Regions from separate parts of the Danio rerio genome. Here region 1 is linked to region 2. The links are chromatin contacts, called in public HiCAR-type maps. All regions are on one chromosome and are shown on one strand. Each heading gives the region's core, a stretch centred on a gene start, on an enhancer-like site or on the middle of the called end of the contact. The rest is flanking DNA. Distances are from core to core; before and after follow the strand shown.

Region 1 (6,364 bases), core at 717-3,216, 250 kb after region 2:
TCACATTTGCATGTTAAGGTTTGTATATTCTAAATGTTGCATCCAGCTTTTACCAATGGGGCACTACTGTAAAAATAGATTATGAACAACTTCCGGTGAGGTGGCAAACGTAGAATACAAATGGTAGCCTACTTTGTGTGCTAATTAGCAAAGAGGTTAAATGTCTTCAGACAACTGTTTTCTTTGTAAAGTTTTAAACTCTTATGAGAGATATATAGTGGCTTCAGTAGAAATGTCAGATGCCTAAACATGATGTTTTGAAAATGACAAGCCTAAAACTATAACAGCATTCTTTCCAACAATGGAACATGTCGCCTGCCAAAAGTTGATGAACAGTTTGTTGAAGTTGTGTTCCCACATTGTTAGCAAGTTTGGAACACTAAATCATAAATGTCTACTGTTGAGGGCATGAATGTCACATCCCACTTGCTAACTTCAAAGCAAAATTTACTTTATTTTATCTTTACACTGGGAAGTGTAGGGGCAAATTTAACAGTGTTCCAAAGCTGTCATCATTCTGTGAATGTCACAGTTATAAGAGAGAAATGTTGCAACACATAAAGAACACAGGCTAAATTATTCAAAACTTACTATCATGCTAAAATACATGTTGTCGTCGAAAGCAGTAGAGCTTTTATTATGCCACAGTCAACTGCTTCTTGTTCTTTTAGTCCTGATCACACTGCGAAGATGCAGTGCTGTTTTACCATAGTAAAAGCATTTTAAGGTTCTGTTGTCATGCAGCTCAGTGCAGTTTAATAATATAAAAACATATTAAAGCAACATAATAAGCATATCTATGGTGTTTTTTTTTCTCCTGTTTTCTATAAAATCCAACTGAAAAATTTATTTGTGATGTCATTAGCATAGTGACATATAAATATATAACAAAAAGCAAAATCCTTGTTAAATCTCATCTTTTGTATTAGGGTTTTACAAAATTAAGAATAAATCTTTATTTAATATTTTTTTAATTGGTACAATAGAGAAATATTACATTTATTTTCCTTATGTGGTGACTTGGGGAACTTGTTAACTTACAAACAATTTATGGAAATTCATCAATTTCATATCCCATATAAGAAATTTAACATTTTTGTATTGTATTGTATTGTATTGTATTGTATTGTATTGTATTGTATGCTATTCCTAAATAATTAATACATCCAACAAAAATTCATATTTCGTATATAAATTAAAGAATCATAGAACCCTCCTTATTATCAGATGGTATAAGTATATATGATAAGAAATGCAACAAACTTATTCTTTCAATTCTCCAACAAAAAAAAAATCTGATCACTGCAAGAGGGAAGTCATATTGGTCAGCGTTAATACAAGATGTTGATTGGAAAAGAACATGGCTTAGCAAAGCAAAGGGAATTCATTATAAAATTCTACACAAAATATACTCGGCCAGTGCGTTTACCTCAAAATTTACTGATGTTGCAGATACTTGTTCTTTCTGTCAGGAAAGTGAGGAAACTTTGACTCGCATGTTTTTGTACATGTAAAATCTCACAAAATTTTTGGTCGAATTTACACAATAATTTGAATAAATCACAATCTAAACTAAACTTTTGCACTTTAAGGTGAGTTAGGATTATCAAATTTGTTTCTGTTATGCCTAATAGCAGAATAATGAGAGAGATATTTTTTGAGAAATTGTTACAACTTTTCTTGAAAGTTGTTTGCAAAGTGCAGATGGTCTGTGCAGGCAGTGAAAGTGTCATGTCATAGTAAAGCAGATAGTCCAGACAGACCTGCACTGTATCACTGCAACACTCAGTGCAGGCCTTACAAGTGGGGCCCTGTGGCCTAATTCACAGAAGAACTGCACTTTTTCTTTCTTGCTGTATTTCTGTGTGTCTTTCTCATCTACTGTCTTTCTTCCCTAGAAGGATGTGGCTGCGGTGAACGCGGAGAGTTTGAGCACTAATGATGTTTTATGGTGTCCGATTCCCTTTTTCTGGTGAGTTCCTGTTTACACTCTCACAGCTGGATAATGTCCAGGCACACTTGTGTGTATGTGTGACTATGAGCTCATTTGTTGTTCTCTTAAGGCCAATAAGGCAGATTATGTAGGATATTTAACCCTGTTCCCCTGAGAAGACAGAGGTGTTGAGATAAGTATAACACTCAGAGTTATATAGTCAGACAGTGATATGTAGTCACAGTGCAAATACACACATAAATACACATACACAGAATATTTATCAAGCATATACTTTGCTAACTTGTTTTTATTTATTTTTTGCATTTACTTATTGTATACAAATGTGTTAGACTTTTCTTAAGGAATTTTATTCCAAGTATCTGTAATTCAGCTACGTTTTATATATGAAGAGCTCAGATGCAAACCTCTAAGTGCCATATAGACTTTTCCTCTACAATGAGCATTTTTCTCTGCCTCTTGTTTTTGTTCAGTTATTTCATGTTGAAAATGACCTAAATAACCTATTCTTTGCTATAAAAGTGAAATTACTAAACCAAGACAAATAGGAGCCTGAGAAAAACGCCAATTTTAGAAGAAAATTTTAGATGGCACTTAGAGTTTTTGCATCTGAACTCTTCATATTTATATCCAAACGTAAGGATTCAAACATAATGAATCCAAACATGAATGTCAAATTTGCATATGATTTAAATGTTTGATTTGCATACATTGTCAATTATAAGTTTTTTTAGATGGGTAAAATAAGATAAAGATATTTAGTGACACATTAAACACGATCAATGCATTGAGTGACATATGATTATGCCATACAAAAGTGTGTACATGATAGAATATATTTGATGTGAGATATTAACTTTTGTCAGCTGTTTTACTGATTCATGCTGATTTTATTAGCTACAGCGACCTCTAGTGGTAAAATATCGCTAATTTTCTCTCTATAGCATGTCTCAATGTCAGTTTGAAGATAACTTCTTGCCATGTTTTGTGCTTTTGGCAGTGCAACCGCTAGTCTGTTAAGAGAGAGTAAAAGCCTTAGAGAGGGAGTGTTTATCATGCCAGAGTCTGCATTCCTGTCGTTTGCCGTATGGTCTCTGAATATGTGCAGATTTGCAGCTGGTTGTACAGGATGTTGCTTGGCTGGATGCTATGGTTTATGATGCCAATGGAAGGAGACAGGGGGCGAACTACTGAAACATAATCTGTCATTCTTTTGCACAATGAGACAACCTCTTAAGAATCTGTGTAGGCTTTGTGTGTATCAAGAAGCATATAAAAATATGCATTTTTCACTTGTGAGTTTTCATTTATCATGATCTACAAACCTTGTTGAAGTTGTTTGCAGTCTTTAATGAGAAAGGTGGACATAAATGCTGAGCTGTGAAAATCGTCGCTCTCTAATATTGGCCTCGTGTTCCAAAAGCTAGGGGAAAAAAATACTGTTGACTTTGCTTTTCATGACTACACAACACCCCCCGATAAAAATCATTCAACAGCCTATCACAGACAAGATTAGGCCATAGCTCTATTAGGACAGTTTGGGTATTATTCTGACATAGAAAAAAATCATCAGTGTCCATATTCAGATAAAACAAAGCTACTCATATATTTTAATATAAAATATTTTTGGTTTCTTTCTGTTGAAACAGCTCAGACTTACATTTTAGTCTGGGACTGTTGGTTTAAACCTGGTTTGTGAAACCAGCAGATAGTGTACCAACTTGGTACTAGGTCACAAAAAAAAAAAAAAAAAAAAAAAAAAATATATATATATATATATATATATATATATATATATATATATATATATATATATATATATATATATATATATAGTTGTGCTAGACACAATAGGACACATTGTCGGACAGAAAACAGAGAAGACTTCAGTTCAATTGAGTCCTTTATTAAATGATGAACAAAGGGCTGAGGAACGGCAGCTGCATGGAGCTGGTCACAGCAGATGAGGACTTGGATTCCACAGCAAGGTGACTGAGCAGATGCAGGTAAGCAAAAGGTTAAATGATAAATACTAATAATTGACAAGATGTAGAAAGGAATAGCAGAGTGTCCGTAAGCTTAAGAAACACAATAATTTGAGTAAGAAGACAGGGACAGTATAAGTAGAGAGGTGAATTAGATCAAATAGCAACAGGTGAGTAATGCATGGCACCAGCGCAAATTGTAAGAGATATCAGCTAAAGCATATAACAGAGAAGACCTGATCAAACCTGACCCATGACACACATACTGTACATTAAATTTGTCACCAGAACAATGTACACTATGGTGGCCGAGAGAGCGTAAGGTGCTTCAATTTAAGAAAACACACGTGCTGCAAATCCTCAGAACGCATACACATCTTTAACAAATCAGCTGTATTTTGGCACAACTCAAACAATTAGTAAAACATGCTGCATTTTCTCACAACGCAACGGAAATGGATGCCGCTATATCATGACTATTGCTCATTGAAGTGAGTGATCTTTGAAAGGGGAGTTTTTTGTTTGTTTATTTTATTATCCCAATTCTCATGTCTTAAGCATTTATTAGCCTTGATAACCATAACTTAAATAGCCATGTCAGTCACATTTTTGGGTCACCTTAAAACATTTCTGTTGTGTTGTAAGAAAATGCAGCGGATTTTCATAAAGTGTTTGCATTGTGAGGAATGCAGCACGTTTTATTAATTGTTTGAGTTGTGTAAAAATGCAGCTCTTTTTTTAAAATGTGTATGTGTTATGAGGATTTGCAGCACGTGTGTTGTCAAATGGATGACAATCTTTTTTTAATTGACCCTTCGCTAAGCCACACCCAAAAATCGCCACCCATTAATCGTGGCTTAGCAACCGTAGCTACGCGGAGGGGCTCTGTCAAGCTTTCGAGCGAGGGAAACAGGCCATAGCATTGTGCTTATGGATTGTGCAAATCTGACACCCAGTATCTTAAAAGTTTGGAAGGGATGGTGGAATTTTTCCCTTTTCAAAACCAAAAACCCAAGAGGGGAAATGCCAGCATGGATCAAACTGTGTGGGGAACTAAAGGAGCGGAGATAAGTTAGTTTTGTTTTGATATTCCTGACACATTCAGTGACCGACTACGGCAATAACTCACACACCTTTACCCTAAACTGTGCTTACTACAAAAATACAAAGCAGGTCATGTATCACAGCTGTCTTTTTCTTTTTTTCCGCTCGATATTAGGAGCAATGCTCAGGCCGTTTGAGCCTTCGCCATGACTTAAGTCGTTAGTCTACGTCACGTTAGTAATACTAATAGCGAATAGGTCATAATAACATGAGTTATTAATGCGGAAAATACAAATCTGCAAATCTGTTGCTAACTTTACTGAACTTCATATTTCCATCTATTTTAAGCGAATATTTGAAATTACATTTCAACAGAACAAAACAGAGATGTGATCACAAACTGAGCACTTGCGATCAATATACTTCACCAGCAGCTGTTTTTCAGTAATTTATAAAGAGCACACAAACACACTGACAGTAATAGGTAACTTACTCTTCATTGTTATGGGTCAATGATGCTAATATTTGGCACAAATCCATTAATTTCCCCTTTCTCACTGTTCTTTCTATGAATGAACTATGTAAAAGCTCTGTTCATGCATGTTTCCTCATCGGTTAGTAATGCTATATTTCACTTCACAACAATTAATCTATCAGGATTTTTGGCTAAAAATAGACAAATCAGTTTAATTTGTTATTATTAGATTATTTTTAATTTTTACCTCTCCTGCTGTGCATGAGCTAAGCTGTTGAATAGTTAGCGTATGAGACCGCTAGGCTAAGCTAGCTTCAATTTTGATTGAATTATTCTCTAATCAGTTGCCTATCATGTTATGAATATACCCCTGTAATGCATACTGCAGTCCTTTTTTGTTTGGCTTTTTCGGATACCTGTTCGCCAAAAATGACATTATATCTCTGGCAATGTCTGACACCGGTGCTAACACATTGTAAAAGCCGTGCCAGGCAGGAAAGCTTGACAGGCGTAGATACAGTAACTAAGGTGGGCGGGGCTTAGCGAAGGATCAATTTGCATTTTTCGTAATTGCATGTGTTTTCTTAAATTGCAGCAAGTTAAGCTCTCTCAGTCACCATAATACCTACAGTTCACACAAGTTGTATTTTACTACTAGTTCACAATTTCACTGTTTTATAATGAAATTGAAAGAATCAATTCAATTTCAAGCGGCAATGAGTATAAATGTCACTTTGGCATAGTTTATGCTTGTGCTATGGTAAACGGTTAAAATAAGCAGACTTGCTTATCCAGTAATAATTAAACTACCTATCGAAATGCTAAGGAAAATTGGCATATAAAGCTTGTACAAATTGATAATCTGCAAAAAACATACTCTATTTTATTGTATGTTTTTTAGTTTTG
Region 2 (6,180 bases), core at 3,649-6,148:
AAAAAAAACTTTTAGCCACTCATTAGCAATCAAAAGTGAATGGAGACTAATTATTTTAATTAACTTTGAACTAGGGAGATAAATTGAAATCAGAATCTTAATTGAGTGCTGTAAATGTATGTTACCAGCATTATTGTGTTTACATATAACATATTCGAAGAATTATGTACAAAAAGCAAGCAAATTATATAATCTAAACATTAATAAAGGCATCACTAAACACAAATCTAGTATACTCAATCCATTTATTTGCTTTAAGTAACTTGTTTTAAAGCAAACTTTCCACAAGAGGGCAGCAAATGACCAATGTTGGATTAAATAAAAACTTTCATAATATCGATTTCTACCTTTCAGTGCTGCCATACACAACTTACAAAAATGCATGTAAGTAACTACATACAATTGCCCATTTCACCAAATAACGGTGGAGCACTGTCCTCTGCTAAACTTTGCTTTTATAAATATTTATAGAGAGAGAGAGCAGCATGACAACGTGTCATACATGTTGACATATCTTCATTTTTGTGTTCGAGACAGCTTTAAGGGAATCTCTAAGTAGCCATACATAAACATGCCTTGTATTTGCTCATATTTCAGATGAAAGGCTTCATCATGCCATGTGGCTCCAAGGTCAAGAGTTCAGAACCCCACATTCCACACGGGTCACTTCTCATAAATGAGAAAGTGTTATACAAGAAAACACTGTCACAGCTACAGATCGAGAGAGATCAGACCATGACAAGTTGAGAGAAGGGGTATGTGGGTTAAAGTTTTAAAAATGAAATAAAAAAATACTAATAATTTAGGTTAATTAATTAATTAAAGTAGATAAATGAACAATATACAACATTATAAAAATGATTAAATTAAATAAATACATTTGAAATTAAATACATACATAAAACAAAAATTAGAAGTCAAGTCAAGTCACCTTTATCACCGCTTTTCACAATGCTAATTCAAGCACAATCAAATATCAGTAACAGTTGTAAAGTTTTATCGCTTTTAAACAAGTTTAACAATGGCAGAAAGTCAGAAACAGTTTTTTAAATCAAGCAAGTTCAATGTTGATGTGGTTCAGATACATATATCAGTGTTTAAATGATGATATTCTACTGTAAGGAATTAAAAAACGTGATAAAACTTTCACCTTCAGCCTGATTATGTCCTGTTTATTTATTTTATTAATTTTATTGTCGATGCTGTTGTTTTTATTTTTCTTGGCAAATAAATAAATTAATATCATAGATATTTACTATTATTTACAGGAGGCACCTACTATACATCATTCAGCATAACATCACTATACATCATTGTAGCCATAAATAAATATTTTAACAAGAAGCACTTGATGATACATTGAAAGACCTCTGTAATTTGCTAGCAAGTAAGTTTTAAGCATTAACAATAAAATCAATTTCTTCCCTTTCATGTATTTTGTTAAATTAATTGATAATGATGCAGCATAATTACATTTATAAACAACAAAATCATTAGTCCAAGGCACTCGAAAAGTAAGTAAAAAAGTGTTTATTAATATTATTTTTTTATAAACAACAGCACTATTGTGCACCACACCAACATGTTTTGGCAAAACTTGTCTTTATCAGGATAACCTATAATTATTACGTTTAATGTATTAAATATTTAAATTTATATTTTATTTCCACAAACATCATTTGAAAAAGTAAACACTTGAAATAATTTCTGTGAATAAACAATGATTTTTTAATTGTTATTAAATGCAGTACAAATTCCCAAACAGGACATCCTGTCTTTTAGTCATGTCTATGCAACAATGTTACATATGCAAAAGACTTGTTTAGGATTTCCATTTTTCAATGCAGTACAATGAGTGCATTATAACGGATCATGCATTGGAATTCCCTGATATTCCATAGTTGATTTTCTTCCCAATTATATTCGATGTACCATTCATTTAATAAAAAAGAAAAAAAAAGACTGACAAAGAGAAAGAATGCAAACAAAACAAATGAAATCAAAGAATTAGGGCAGGGGAATCATGTTCGAAACTGGATTTTGTGGCATCTCTCTTTCCGTCTGTGCAGATGCTTTGAGCAGGCCTGCTTCAGAGGCATACATATGCATGAGAAGTGAAAGATGACATGAAGCCTCTGTGTACATCTTTATTGACACTCAAAAGCAGCATATCAATGTTTCCAAGACAGCAAGAAGCTCCAAAACAAAGTTTTCCATCTTGGAAGGGTGCTGTCTCATTAGTGGCAAATCACGACTCTGACATTTACACTGTAAGCAGTGCTAAAGCATTTCCATTTCCTTTAGAACGGAGCAGAACATTTCACTCAGACAACATAAGTCTGTTTGTTCACGAAAAAACAAGCCAGAAGAGGAGGCAGAGAGATAAAAAAGAAAGAAAATGCAAATGAAAAAGTAAATATATCCTGCAAAAACAAATAAACACAAACATGAAATTTAGCTTAAATACAATCATACCATTTTTGTTTTGCTTTTTCTTTTGGCTCTTAAAAGCAAATTGAACTCACATGCAATGACCAAATGCAACAGTAAACACAATAAAACGTTTTATATCACTTCAGTCGACGACTTCTTCAAGTGAATTGTTGATTGTAAAGGCTTATTAATTAGTTAATGATGTAATCAACTAAATGACTCTAAAGTCAAGATTTTGGTTAAAGAATATGTGTGTTTGTGTCTTAGAAAGGCCAAACTAAAGTCAGGTCAACATGTTTTCCCTTGAATCAAATTAGTTGGCAATGACAGAGTGATCCTGCTATCACTGAAAAATGTAACAGATAAGATTTACTACATCTATGAAATCAGAGTAGAAAGTAGTCTGGATAAAGATATTACTTTAGATAACACTTAGAACCTCATCCTAATAGAGTTAGGAAATATTATTTGCTTATGTAAAATGCATTTTGTATTGGTTGTCCTTGCTTTTAAAGTGTCTTTGTTGCACATTTTATAAAGTAATTACAATTAATTCTGCATAACCCTAGACTTAACCACTTCCTAACCCTAAACATATCAAATACATATCAAAATGTCAAAATAATAGTACATTGCAATGAATTCTGATTTGTATCAAATGAGGTTTACATCTATTTAAAGGATCTAAATGTTATAGTTGTCTCTCTGAAAAATTTAATTTTCTGATTTAGGGTAAGGATCAGAACATTTGTCTGGTAGTTGCTTGAGATTGTGGCATCAGTGGCTTCACTTCAAATGAATTTATGATTATGATGAGCACATTTCCAGGCTTTCAAAATAACAAACATAGTAAAATGTATTACATTAACCTTATGTTCATTAAAATGCAAGACAATGCTTCACAGAAAAGAAATGCATTTGAATATGTATGGATGAATAATCATATTTTGAGATATTTTGGAATGTACATTATTTAAAATACAGCAATCCACTAATTTTATTGTAGTGGTTTATGCAGTTTTGTTCAAACATCTTTATTGTCATTTTTATGATGTTTAAAAATTGGCTGGATGTGGTGTGTGAAAAATGTTAAAGGAACAAGATCATTCTCAAAAGCTTAAAAAATGACAAATTCCACTAAATAAAAGGTCTGTTGAGAGGAACTAAAAAGAAGAATGGCAGAAGTTGCCTAAAAATAAATGTGCCATGCTTGTAGCATCATGCTCAAAAAGACTTGAGGTTCTAATTGGTGACAAAGGTGTTTATTCATTTAAAAAGCAACAAAAATAAATGAGCTTTCAAATGAACTTCTTTCATGTAGGTATTATACTGTATTATTTTCAGAATTGTTAGGGAAATATGTTAATTTAATTAATTTTGGAATACGGCTGTAACATATAATGTTGAAAAAGGGTACAGATTAAACTTTCCAAATGCACTGTTTGTCAATTCCCACTCATTTCATAGCTATAATGGCAAAAAACAAACAAACAAACAAATAAACAAACAAATAAACAAACAACAACAAAATAAAGATGACGATTATTATAATAATAATGATTATTGTTATTGTTTATACTATTTAGGTAAAACAACAAACAAAAAGCAAACAATGATTCAAATAAAAATCAAACAAATAAATAATGAATAATAACAATAAATATTACGACAAAACAAAACCACAACAATAATAAATATTGTTACATGTAATAAAAATAATACAAAAACAACAACAAAATGTAATTAATAATAATAATAGTAATACTAAATATTACAACAAAACAACAACAAAAAAGATGCTACAATTAAACAACAACAACAACAATAATAACAATAAATATAATAATCATAATAATAATATCAATAATAATAATAATAATAATAACATTATTAAGGTAAAACCAGCAAATAAACAACAACAACAACGGTGATAAAAATGAAATAAAATATGAATAATAATAATAATTATCATATAAAAACATCATCAATAGTAATGTAATAATAATAATAATAATAATAATAATAATAACAGCAGCAGCAACAACGACGATGACGATGATAATAATAAAATTATTATTATTATTATCATTATTTTTATTAATTAAAAAATAAATAATAATAATAATGATTAATATTATAATTATTATTATTTATTCTTATTCTAATAGTAATAATAACAACAACAACAACAACAACAACAATAATAATAATAATAATAATAATAATAATAATAATTATTATTATTATTATTATATTTTGTTATTATTATATATGCTGTAGACAGTTGTACAAGTAAATTTAGTATCATGCCGGCGGAAGTAGAAGGGGTTTCAAGCCCACTTCATCCTCAGTTTTTTTTTTTTTTTTTCATGATAGATGTGAATCTCAACCTCCTCCTACTGGCCCCTCCCACTAAAACGCACAGAGAGACAGAAAGCGGGAGAGGTATTTAAAACTTTTTGAGAACTGTCACAGGCTTTGTCATCCCGAAAACCGTGGCGTTTGTCGCGGTATTAATTATTATACAAACAGAAGCGTATACTCGCCGCTCCTTTGCTGCACAAGCCGAAGGAAAGGTTACTACGTGAACTCCCAAAGAAACTTTTCTTCAGCACTAACTTACTGAAGATTTGGTGGTATGTCACTTTGTTTTTGCTATAGTTTTACACGTGTACATTAGCTATTTTAAGGGTGCTGTAAACTCAGTTTAGGACTCTTTTAAGAAGTGATTTGCTTTTAATCATCATGTTTACATTCGCATGCTCACTGCTCCGTTAGAAAAACGCGACGCGCAGAACTGACGTTATAGCGCTTCCAGTTTAATTTATGAAGTTTGTGTTTACTAAGCAAAGTGATATTAGTAAAGTTCGTGCACAGATGTATTCAATAAGTCATTGTCTTTAATATATATTTTTATTTAAAACTGAGCTGAAGTGTACTGGCTCTGTGCAGATGTTGTGATGTGGTCAGGATGAGCTGTGCGTTTGAACTGTCAGCTGAACTGCAGTGTGCTGTTATCCAGCAGAAAGACTCTTAATTCTCTTTTTTTTTCCTTCTTCTTTCATTAACATCAAGTCCAACTCTTTTTGGGGGATGAGTGGACTGCCCTGCACATAAATTTGATTTAATAAAATTACATAGTTCACATAACACAGGAGGTGCAGTCATGATATGGATCTCTTCCAGTTGCATGTAAAGACAAAAGCCTCTTCCCTTTACTAGTTGCAGGTATTGTGAAATTCTTAAACGGGCCGGTTAGTTTTAGAAATGACACCTTGGGGGATAGCACTATATGTGAAAAATCAAAAGTTGAAGGTGTGGAGTTGTCTTGGAATTGCTTTGGAATTGAATTGATGTGTTATTTTATCATGCAATCATTTGAGTCATGGTGACTATGGTTTTTTCATGAAAATTATCATGGTATGTGGTTATATTATCTTCTGCAAAATGTTTTTATAAGGTTGCAAAGTCTCTTTTTGGTTGCAAAGTTTCTTTTTGGTTACAGTGCTAATGAAGTTGATGTTTTAATTTGTCACTTGATTGACAGGCATCAATTTTGACAGGACCTAATACTTCAATTTAATAATAAGCCATGTCATTGTTGAACTTTACTTGTGTACGAAAACAATTTTGGAACTGTTTTGTTTCTTGTTGATGTCTAACATAAAGTTGGCTTTGAAGCAAACTCACTTACTGACCACTGGTTTTACATACATTTTTGGTTTTATTTTGTAATCTTCTCAGGAC

The links. HiCAR-type assays count read pairs that join an accessible place to other places.
Region 1: a contact with region 2 is called in a HiCAR-type map of caudal fin, with 11 times the contacts expected there. The contact joins the enhancer-like site here to the promoter of tgfbr3 in region 2. A contact is called at or near these places in 9 of 18 Hi-C or Micro-C datasets (caudal fin, embryo, fibroblasts and 3 more) and 3 of 4 datasets of contacts at active chromatin or transcription factors (caudal fin, embryo and gastrula embryo).

The regions. Positions count from the first base shown.
Region 1 is chr6:27,107,540-27,113,903 of GRCz12tu, forward strand. No RefSeq gene overlaps it. Among named protein-coding and RNA genes, the nearest start is that of znf644b, 16 kb to the right of the region's middle. Within about 2 kb of position 1,967, at least 13 of the 62 cell types and tissues checked have an H3K27ac peak or open chromatin away from gene starts, as enhancers often do. A contact at or near this core is called in caudal fin, where this site is marked.
Region 2 is chr6:26,858,182-26,864,361 of GRCz12tu, forward strand. tgfbr3 (transforming growth factor, beta receptor III) reads left to right here and starts at 4,899. Exons shown (of 16, transcript NM_001311172.2): 1 at 4,899-5,069.